2 separate regions of the Mus musculus genome follow, and region 1 is linked to region 2. A link is a contact called in public promoter capture Hi-C data. All regions are on one chromosome and are shown on one strand. The core of a region is the stretch at or near the end of the contact, and the rest is flanking DNA. Distances in the headings are between cores, read along the strand shown.

Region 1 (5,601 bases), core at 2,968-5,467, 1.3 Mb after region 2:
AGAAAGAGAAAGAGAAAGAGAAAGAGAAAGAGAGAGAATGAAAATAGTGATGATTTTTTCAGGCTTGATAATAGTTATCTTTACCAGATGAGCAATCTCTTAGGCCCTAAAACTTCTCTCTGTGTCTGTCTCTCTCTAACTCAAATGGCTCAGACTGTTCTTGAACTCCTTACATAGCAGAAGACGATTTGAGCTTCCGCTCCTCCTGTTTCTACTTCTGGGGTTCTTGGATTATGAGTGTAGAGCACCAGCTTTGCGTTAGGCAGTGCTGGAGATGGTTCCTAGGAGCAAGGCAACCATTTTACCAACTGGATTACTAAGAGATGTTTCTTAATGTGCCCCTTCCCTGTACAACTTCTTAGTAATAACAACCTGTCCTTTCTAGAATCTTAACATTTATATTTAAACCACTGAAAATTGGTAACATTTTTTCGAGAATTTGTCTAGGTCTAATTATTGCTTGAATTTTGCCTTTGGTTTTGTGCTGGAAATGTTGGAACGGCTAAAGGCTGATGTGACAAACATTTCATTCTACACTTGTGTGCAGCCCATTTCTCTGAGTCTCTAAGATGCAGATTCTGAAGAAATATTTCAGGGGTTAAGAGTACTTGCTGCTCTTGCAGAGAAGCAAAGTTTGCTTCCTAGCGCTCTTGTTGGGTGGGTTATAACTGACTATAACTCCAACTTCAACACACACACACACACACACACACACACACACACACACACACACACGGAGTTGTGTAACAGTCTCTTTGACATTAAAAAACTCCGTCCAGCCCTAAGCTCAAGCAGGGAAGTAAACAAAACTACTATCTTTAAGAACTTCCTAAAACTGACCAGATTCATAGGGAAATAAAAGCTGAGAGTCTCTCTCCTAGAAAGGGAAGCTCAGTTGCTAAGACTATGAGACGAGAAAAGCTGTACACCAGACTCTGAGACCAGACCAGCTGTCTGGGAGAAGCAGAGACCAGCTGAGCTGCCTGGAAGAGGTTTACAACAATTGAGGTACACAGAAAGGACACTCTTTAGCCTGTTGAGCTGTCTGCACACAGTGTGCTCCAGGTTCCCAGCTTTGTGACCTGTCACCCATGTTAGGGTGGGCTTTGGTGATGCGGCTGTCTTTGAGTCATTTCTTTACCTGTATAGAACCCCAATAAAACTCATTGGTCACCAACTTGGAATTTGTTGGTATCTGTACTTTGGTTTGTTGTGGGTTCCCTTTCGGGGATGAATAGATGAGTGTTTAATGGAAAAGTTTTGTTTTACACACACACACACACACACACACACACACACACACACACTTTATATGAAAGATTAGAAAAAACAAAACATAAGGCTCAGCTAATTCCCTTAGCAGGGAGGCTCAAGCATTTTTCACATTTAGGCTTTGTGTGTGTGTGTGTGTGTGTGTGTGTGTGTGTGTAAGGAGAACATCTAAATGTTAGGACTCTGTTGATTGTGTGTGTATTAAGGATGTGTGAGTGACAAGTGTGAGGTCAGAGGACAACCTTCAGGATTTGGCACTTACCTTCTTTATTTGTGGATCAGGGTATGTAGCCTTGCCTGGCTTGGTCTACCATGTAGAACAGACTGCAACCCAGACATCTGCCTGCTTCTGCCTCCCACATGCTGGGATTAAAGTTGGGCCTCAAGGGTCTCATTTGTCTCAGGTTCCTGACTCCACTCTTGTTTTAGAGTAGGAACCCCAGCAGGTGGCATGTCAATCTGCTGACCTTCAAGGCCAATTACTGTTTAATGATGGTAAGAGATCCTCCTAGCTTCTGGGAGGGTGAGGTCGGAGGATTGCCAAGGCTTTGAGATCTGGATGAGCTATCCAGGAAAATCCTCTCAAAACCAACCAACCAACCCCCCCCCCCAAAAAAAAGATCAAATAAACCATGAATGCAAAACCTCAAAACTTCCAAACAACAAGCAAACCAGAATAAAAACAAAACAACAACAAAACCCCAAAAGCTTGAAGGGCACTTTACTGGAGCAAGTTTAAGGTACAGGTCCCCAACTTTGGCGGCTTCTGTCATGACATTCAAATAAAGTGGTTTCTGTCCTAAGACAGTGCACCTAACAAACGAACAGATTCTCACCCTCGTTGTCCCGTGCACAGAGACCACCTTGAGGAAGCTAGCTCAGAGTCTAAGAGCTTCTGGCTGGAAGGAGGGTGGTCTTTGGAAGAGATGTCTCCTGGGAGGCTAGGAATCACTTGCTTGTCGCTGACTGTAAAGACTGGTGAGCATCCTTAGCCACTCAAAGTGTGGCTTGATTTTCTTGTAGCTGTTGTCTAGGTCCAGGGCTGGGAACCAGCTTTCCCCACCCATCCCACCATTTTAATGGGCGTTTCGGACAAAGAACCTGCATTGCAGTGTGAGGTTTATGTTGAGCAAACAGCATACCGTAAGTGGACAGCTCTTACACAATGGTAAGATACTAAATGCTCTGGGCAGCTGAAGGACGGAGGCAGGCCTCGTCTTTGGCTTCCTCAGTGCTGTTTCCCTTAACTGGACAGAAGTGTTTTGGAAACCCAGTATAATCTACATTCCCATCAGGTGACATTGTTTAATCTAACATTCCCTCTTTCACAAGTGACAATAGCTCCGGGGACACCCAGGCTCAAGCTTTGAACTTTTCTGGTAGAAAGGGCGTTTGCAACTCCATAGACTTTCTTTGGTGCCTTTCCACCTTCCAGCTACGCCTGTCAAAATAGGTAACCGCCTCCAGGGAGGGGCCAACAGGGGAGAGTCATTGACCTTGGCTGAACCAAATCTAATCTAGTCTCGGAGTTTGTTAGGCTGCACAGTCTATAGCTGTGAAAGTTACTTCAAATGATACTTTGTTTGAAAATTTATCTTTGAAGCACTAAAGGAAGACCACTGCTTGACAGGAATACACGTTTCCAAATGTTTTGACAACTTGAAACTAGAACCTTTCACCAAAGAAGGTTGCAAAGTATTTTTAAAGATAGTAACAAAAAAGCAGAGTTTCAAGATATATGCTAGAATTAAAAGGAAGGGTGCCTCTTACAGCCCAGGTTTCTGAAAGGCTCAGGAAGGTCACCGCAGTATTTTAAAAATCCTCGGCGCTCCGGCAGCCACATTTTGACATTATTGGGCAGCCAAACTGTACTTCAGAAACCGCCTTCACGTGCCAGACGCATGCAGAAAGTAGATAATATAAACTCCCGTGGATATCACACCGCGGTGCACACTTAGTGAACATTCATTCTGTCTATGGCTTTATTTTCGCGCAATGAGAACTGATCCATCAAACCTTCCCAAAAGACCCGCAGACAAGTCGCACATTTGGGCGCACAACTTCAATTTCAGCTTTGCGTTTTCACCAAACCCCTCTCGCCGTGCGCGCTGCGCGTCTCCCCACGCGCGGTGCTCCGGGTCCCATCCTAGAACTCGCTCACGGCAGGCGAAGCACCTTTCCAGGTACGCTCCGGAGCGGGCGTGTTTACGCGCATCCAAGTGTGCGGCACTTTGAACGCGGAGTCCATGTGGAGCCCGCGCCGAGCTCCCGCAGCTGCCGGCCGCCTCCGGGGATCGGAGCGGCCGCGGCTCGCGGGATTGCTGCGGGCGAAGGGACTCAAGCGCCACCCAGGCAGCGGGACAGCCCCGGCTGCGGGCTCTGGAACGAATGCGCGGCGAGCCCAGCCCCCAGCGCCGCGAGCGAGCGAGGGAGGCTGGGTGGAGGGAGAGCGGAGCGAGTGAGGAAGCCGAGTGTGGAACGGCTCGTCGGCCGCCACCCCCACCGCCACCGCCGCGCTGCCTCCACCGCGGCCCCGCCCCTCCGCCGCGCCCCTCCCCCACTCCGGCGCTCCTCCCTCTAAGTTCCCCCTCCCAGGTCCCCCTCCCCGTCGAGGTTCCCCTCCCCCTCCCAGGCTCAGGCTCCCTTCCCCCTCGCCTCTCCTTCTCGGGGCTCCCTTCCCCCTCCACAACCCGTTTCCCCACTCCTCCTCCAGGCTCCCCTCCCCCGCCCAGCTCTCCTTCTCTTCCACCACCCGGCTCCGCTCCCCTCCCCCTCCCGGGTCCTCCTCACTTCCTCCCCTCCCCCTCCGGGCGCGCCCCACCCCTCCGCTCCCCTCGTCTCCCCTCCCCCTCCTCGGGTCCTCCTCCCCTCCCCCTCCACCCCCTCCCCCTCTACCCCTCCCCCTCCTCGCTCCCTGTTCCCTCCTCCCTCCCCGCGCGCCGGGCGCAGGCCGCTCGGGTTTGTTTTGCTGCGCGGCCGTCGCCGCCGCGGGCCCGGAGCTCATTTGTGCCTGGCTGGTCCCCGCGCTCCCCGGTGCCGAGCCGGAGCCGTTGGCCGCTCGCGCGCTTGGCTCTCTCCCTTAGTAACAGCTCCCCTCCTGCCTCGGTGCTGCGCCCTGCCCCCGCGCCCCTCCCCCGCCGGACCCGCTGCCCGGCTGTCAGCGCCCGCACCCCAGGGCGCCTCGGGGTGCCGACGGCGGCCAGGAGGGGAGCGCCGCGCGTCCTGGAGGGGACAGCGTCGCCAAGCAGGTGAGCGCGGGCCCGGGGCTGCGGGCGCCGCGAACTTGGCCTGGGCGCGGGGGAGGGGCGGCTGCGCTCACGTGCTGCCCCCCCGGGTCGGGGTGGCTGCGGGAGGCACTGGGCCCAGGCGAGCGGGCTTGGGGGCGCAGGCTGGATGCGGGGCCGCAGCCGCCCTGTGCTCACATAGCGGGGGAGCGGCCAGGGCTCAGGATGGGTGCTGGTCCGCGCTCGGGCGCGCGGGCTGCAGTCGCCCGGTCGCGCACCCCTCGGGCTGTGGCGCGCGGAGACCCCGGGCGGCGGCGGGGACCGCGGGCGGCTGTTGGGGCGCGGGCGGGGGAGGGGCGCGGCCGGGCCTCGCTCACTCAGGACGCGAGTGTGGGCACCTTGTGCCTGTGGCCTCCCCACGAGGAGGCCCTGGCCACAGCCTCGGTAAAGTTGGGTCAGAAGTGTATACAGTTGGCAAACTTATTGCCAGCTTCCTGGTAAGTTTCGGGGTGGCACACAAGTCACATTATCTTCTGACAGTATAGAGCCACGTTGTGAGTGTTTGCTGGGTGACTTCCTCTTTGCAACCGATGTCTTTTTTTTTTTTTTTTTTTTTTTTTTGGAACAGGGGCTGACTTTCATTTAAGTGTAATTCCACGTTGAAAGGCAGCTCGAGGCGAATCATGCATGTGTTAGAGTGTTCGGTAATTTTGGAAGTTCTCAATTTGGATTAAATTTAGGTTGTGAAAATGGTCTGTTCTGTGTAACATTTGGGTTGGGTGGCTTTTAAGAAACGCTCTCTTTGTTAGGTTACCCAACACTGAAAATAATTTGGTGATCACACAGAAGAGTTGGAACATAGCTAAACATTACATTTCTTTAACAGTCTGGAGTTTTCTTAAAACCTTGGTTGGACTTTATCGGCCCCAGGGTGAAGGGTTATATGCCATTTACAGTTAATTAGGGAAGTTTACTGTTGGCTTTCTTGTTTTTCCATATAAGAACCTTATGCTGGTCTAAACATGTTAATAAAGTACGGTGGATGAAATGATGTGTTATTTCTAGTTTGAATCTTGAGATTGAAAGCCCCCCATCAGTGTAAAAC
Region 2 (6,016 bases), core at 1,163-3,662:
GAGCTACATCTCACTGTGTGTGTCTGTGGAGCTACTTCTGCCTCACTGTGTGTGTCTGTGGAGCTACTTCTGCCTCACTGTGTGGGTCTGTGGAGTTACTTCTCACTGTGTGGGTCTATGGAGCTACTTCTCCCTCACTGTGTGGGTCTGTGGAGCTACTTCTCCCTCACTGTGTGGGTCTTTGGAGTTACTTCTTTTTTTCCCCCATGAATAAAGCAGAGTAATCCCCCAATTTCTATTTCTATATCTCTGTCTCTCTTTGTCTCTCTGTCTCTGTCTCTCTCATACACACACACACACACACACACACACACACACACACACACACACACAGACAGATTGACTGACTTACTACTTTCCTCCAATAACAAGATTTGGTCCCTTTCTGAGTATGAGTGAGAAAAATATTGCAGTCCCCTCTGAATTGTAAAACAGGAAAATCAAGCATGAAAATTGATTATTGGATTCTGAAATCTCTAAAAATAGAACTAACAAACTTGGGGGGGGTATTAAATAAATTATCTACTTGATAGGAAACATATAGTTTGTTTTGGAGAAGTACCAGAAAACAAGTGCTCACCTATTTTAATTAATATTTTAAGCTATTGACATATCAATGAATTAATTGTTGAACTGTTCCTACAATTGGAAACAGCTACTCTAGACTGCTAGGGATTTTTTTTTAAGGAAGTAGCTAAGAATAAGGGAATTAGTCTTTACCTTTTAGGGTCATGGGATGGAAACATGGAAGGTATGATGAAGGGAAACAACATAATTGGTTGCCATTTGGGAAAGAAAGGAGTGTGTTCTACCCAGCTGTGGCTAAGTGTTCACATTTGGGTGCAGGAAGGTGAGGTGGCTATTTGGGCTCTAGAAATTATTTTTTAAAACATTAAAATGTGTTTATTCATTTTTTAATTTATTGGCTTAATTTTTTTTTTCATGTAATCTGTCCTGATCACATTTTTCCCCCTCCTTTCATTTCTTCCAAGTGGCTTAGAGGTTAAGGACACTTGCTGCTAAGAATGATGACCTGGGTTTCGTCTCCAGCTTCCTATAGTGGAAGGAGAGGATCAGTGCTTACAAGCTGTCTTCTAACCTCCACACGTGCCATAGCATATGTACTCATATACACACATACCCCCACACAAACTGAAAAAATACATGCAGTGTAATACATTTTTAAAAGAATAAGTTTATAAGGTACTCAGCATACATCTAGATTAGTTTTTCATTTCTTCTTTCAACTAATTTGTGACCATCCAGAGGTTCTGGCATACAAGAGATTGTTTAATCTAATACCATAATTAAAAAGAAAAAGAAAAGAGAAATGCAGCAGGGGGGCTTAGAAAGGAATACACAGAGAATATTCGATTTAAGAGAATAGTCTGTGGAAGACAAGCATGGCATAGCTGTCTCCATGGTGACCCTAGTTTTCACTGCTAAAACCAAAATATTTTCCACAGGAGAAATGCTAAGTGCTCAGCACTCAGCCTGACCTAAGCATTTCCTGATATACAGGTATATCCAGACATTGGACTCTAATATGTAAGACATGCAGTTAGCATTGCCAATTAAAAGCTAATAAACATAAAAACAAGATAACAGATAGAGTCATTGGGCTGGAGGCCATGTGGTCTTAGTGCACAGCCCTCTTCCATCAGCTTTTTTACCAACTGAATTGGAACATGACCAGTCATAGTCAAATGGGGAAGGCGTGGGGGGGGGGCGGGTACTGCACAGGAATACACTGTTCAAATGATCTTGTAATAGCTCACATTTCTGCTCTACTCCAAGTTTAAGATTAGTACGTAGGAGCAAAAACCCACAGGCTCTTTTCTGAACTAGCCTAAGATTTGTCCAATTGTCCATTGTAGGACAAATAGGATTGGAAGCAATCTTTGGGACATAAGAGAGGAGGAGGTGATAAGGAGCCATGAGGAGGGATAAGCAGGTGACAATAATGACCATTACTGTGGAAACAAGTATTCATAAAGAAACAGAAAAAGGTAGGTAGTATTCTCTGTCACTTTCTGTCCTCCCCTCCTTCTCTCACTCTTTCTTTCCCTGCCTTTCTCCCTCTCTAAATCAATAGCACTTCTAGGGACCTATCAGTTTTTCAGTGCAGTCGTTGAATTAAATGCAGGAAACTGCCCCTTCCCACACAATAAAGCAGGAACAGATTCAGTATTCTGGTTATGTTCCTGGCATTCAGCTTGATAAGCTGCGTGGGAAGCTACTTGTCAAAGCTTTCTGATAATAAAAAGGCTCTTTTCACATTATGAAGATATTCCTTATCTACTATGGTTTGAGAAGCTGCAAAAATTCTCCCAATTTTTCTATTTACATTCTAATCTTCCACATGTGGTTTAGGCATGTGACATTTTGTTTTCGGGTTTCTTTCCAAGGTTATGTGGGATGCTGTTATGTTTTGCTTTGTAGAACAAGTCAAAATGAGGCTGCCTGCAACTGGGAAGACTTCTAAAGCTTCTGAGTTCCTGGTTCTGACTGTTGACCATTCGTTCCAAATCTATAGACTGCATAAGGAATCTCAATTGCTTACAATGGCCCAGATAAAAACTTTGCCAGATAGCAGGCTTCTATGAAAGCAGTCTGGCCACATACATGGATTGAAAGGGCATCTATACATTTATTGGAAAGCAAACTGAAATAAGAAACAAAGCGTAGTTAATTGTTTTTTTTTTTTTAAATGAAATCAAAGGGCTTGTTCCATAAAATTAACTTTTATACTGAGAATCTTTTCTAGAATGGTTTGCCCCTTTAAACCTTTTGGTTTTATACGGATTTCTTTTCTAAATAAATAGGAAAGTACATTATTGGAAAGGATACAATTTAAGATGGTGCACCCCAGGGAAGGTTTGAGGAAATTGCTACTGTTTCATTATGTCCTAAGTTATGAATAGCATCCACAAAAATGAAAACCCAGGCAAGTATAACATAGAAATAAATGTTCATTTAAAAACAAGTCAGGAACCTACACCTACTTCTTTTCTATGTGAAAAAATGAAGGGCTTAAGCACCACAAAAATAACTGTATTTGACTGGATGCTAAGTGCAGGGTAATTCAATACATCACTTATCATCTCACAGAGTTCTCAAACATAATCTGCAAACAAGAGAAGGACACAGAATTCTAAAGCAGAAACAGAGTAAGTGTTCCAGAGTTATGCAGCATTCCCACAGTGGGTCAGTGATAGGAACCAAGTTTTACTGATAATAGAGATCATAGATCACACCATGCTGCTGCTGTGTATGAGGATATATGGGAAGCTTAGAGCAAGGCTTGCTAGTGTGACAGGCAAGCACAGGGAATAGATTAGCAACCTGGCGCTCCACTTGGCTTTGGCTATTTACTTATTACGTTCTCTCTTCTAATAATACACTTCACAACCTCAGACCACTATCTGCACATATTGTATATACACATCTTCCCAAAAAGTCTTTTAGAACAAATAGCAACCTAGGGCCTATATGTGCATCCAATTGCATGTGCACCCTTCTCTGAAAAATCAATATTTTTTCCAATCAGTAACTTTCAAATTTTACAGGTTCTAACCAGTCTTACTCTAGTTATATCCAGGTATGAAGGTGAAAGGGTTGTCCCACTCGAACTGGCTTTATGTGCCTATGCAATAAGGCAAGCTTGTGCAATAAGACAAACCATGTTTACCAGATGAACTTTCAGGGGAGGATCTCCTACTTACCATTCCATTCCTATGCGTAGTTATTATATGCATAATGTGGTATGCATATAATTAAAACTAAATGCAAAATGGGAAGAGAAATGTGTAATGAACAAAGAGATACATAATCTAGTCCTGTCGATCAAAATAGAGAAGGCCTGTACTGCAAGCCCTAGCAACCAAACTCCCTTTCTTGAACCTCATAAGAAAAAAACTTCAATAAAAAATTATGGACCTTGGCTATCCTCACACATGTCATCTATTGTCATGCATGATGATGTATTTCTTTCTGACATCTAATGTCCCCTTGTTTTAAATAAAATTTCCTTGCTACATTAAATTGTCTGGGCCTTTATTTCTGTTCTTTGAATAGAAAGACAAAGAACCTGGAAACACCTTGCCCAGAGCACAGCCACATATATCACTAGCATCATTCTGTATCGATTATAATTTTAAAAAGCACACTATAAAGACAAATTCCAGTAGGGCCTTCAAATTGTTACCATCAGGATTTTAAAATATATGTTGATAGAATACACACACACACACACACACACACACACACACACACACAATTTAAATGCACATAGATCAGTGGTTCCCAACCTTCCAAATGCTGTGACTCTTTAATGTGGCAATCACTAACCAAAATGTATTTCATGGCTACTTCAAAACTGTAATTTTGCTAATATTATTATGATGTAAATGTGTGCTATGCAGTATATCTGATAGCAAACTCTGTAAAAGGATCAGTCAACCACCAAAGGAATTGTGACCCTCAGGTTGAGAATGGCTGATATAGATTAAACTTCTACTCCTTTAAATACCATCCTTAGTTCATTCTTTCTTTCCCAGAGGTAGGTCCATAGTTACATTTTTACATTTGTATACTATGTCTATAACTAGCTACAGTATTTTATAAATACATTTAGTATTGTTTCTACTAATGTACCATGTCTAGGCCTTGTGCTACAACTTGCTCTCAAAATATTTATTTTATGATATACTTCTGAGGTATATTGATGAATATTGTTTTAAACATAAACTTCAATACTTTTCATTTTAATTATTGCTAATCTATAGCAAGAACACATCATTAATTTTTTGATATTCTTTTGATTATGTATGTTGTGGGTGCACATCTTTGTATATCAGAATGAAGATAAGGTTATTCCATAGTGTGCCTTTGGAGGTCAGGAGATAATTGTGGATGTCTGTCCTTACCTTTCACTGTGTTTGAGGCATAGTCTCTTTGCTAATCTCTGATATGTATGCCTACATGGGTTATTCTATTTTTTTCTTCCATCTTGTTACAGAGGCACTAGAATTTCATATACAGGCTATCTTTGTCTATCTTTACACATACACATCTAGTTTTATATGGATTCTGGATTCAAATCCAGGTCTTCATACTAGCAGCAAGCTCCTTACTAACTGAGCCATCTCCCTAGCCTTTTAGCATTCTTATTTGTAATTCTTTTTGTTTGCCCCCCCACCCACCAGCAATCCATTGATTATATTGATTACAGTGAGGAGCTAAATGCACGTGATTTGGTTGTCTTTCTGAATGTTTCTCTAACACATGCATCTTCGAAGCACAAGTGTGAGATCACAGACTAAGCAATATTGAAAATTGTCCTGGATCCTGTGGAAGGCTCTGCAAAGAACATGTATACTACTGTTTTCAGCTGACAACTGTATAGCTGTGATATCTTGTGCATTGATTCTTTTTATTTTCTTGGTAAGTGTCTAGAGCAGATTGCTGGATTACATAGCACTTTTATTTTTAAATCTCAACTTCCAACTGTTTTACAGAGTGATTATATTTTATATCTTTGGTGGTCCTAATTTATTCATTTTTTTTCTATTTTCAAGTGCTCACCTACATTAGATATCCCGGGCTACTTCATGTTAGAGGATTAATAGATGTGTATTGCTATTGATTAGCATTGAAGGAAGACCAAAGTGTGGGTGTTTCAGTCTTATTTAGAAGGGGAACTAAATAATCACAGGAGGTAGAGAGGGAAGAACCTAGGAGGGAGAGAGAAGGGAAAAGAAAAAAGGGGACAGGATCAGGTGTGGGAGGAGATGCAGGAGAAGTACAGGGAGTCGGGAAATTGAACAGAAGTTTCCATCAGTGGGGGTTGGGGAACTGGAGGTAGTCACTAGAAAGTCCCAGATGCCAGGAAAGCAAGAGGTTCTCAGGACCCAACAAGGATGACATTAGCTGAAATACACAACAAAGGGGAGAACCTATCCAGAGCTTAGGCACGGTCCCCTGTTGAGGGATGGGGGCACCCACCCATCTCAAA

What was found. Promoter capture Hi-C pulls out the DNA fragments that hold promoters and counts their contacts.
Region 1: a promoter capture Hi-C map of hippocampal neurons shows a contact between it and region 2, with 6 times the contacts expected there. The contact joins the promoter of Tbl1xr1 here to the enhancer-like site in region 2. A contact is called at or near these places in 4 of 39 promoter capture datasets (cranial neural crest, embryonic stem cells, hippocampal neurons and 1 more) and 1 of 115 datasets of contacts at active chromatin or transcription factors (forebrain).

The regions. Positions count from the first base shown.
Region 1 is chr3:22,072,435-22,078,035 of GRCm38.p6, forward strand. It overlaps Tbl1xr1 (transducin (beta)-like 1X-linked receptor 1), which reads left to right and starts at 4,218. Exons shown (of 16, transcript NM_030732.3): 1 at 4,218-4,520.
Region 2 is chr3:20,732,274-20,738,289 of GRCm38.p6, forward strand. No RefSeq gene overlaps it. Among named protein-coding and RNA genes, the nearest start is that of Gm31552, 87 kb to the right of the region's middle. Within about 2 kb of position 2,413, at least 9 of the 459 cell types and tissues checked have an H3K27ac peak or open chromatin away from gene starts, as enhancers often do. A contact at or near this core is called in hippocampal neurons, where this site is marked.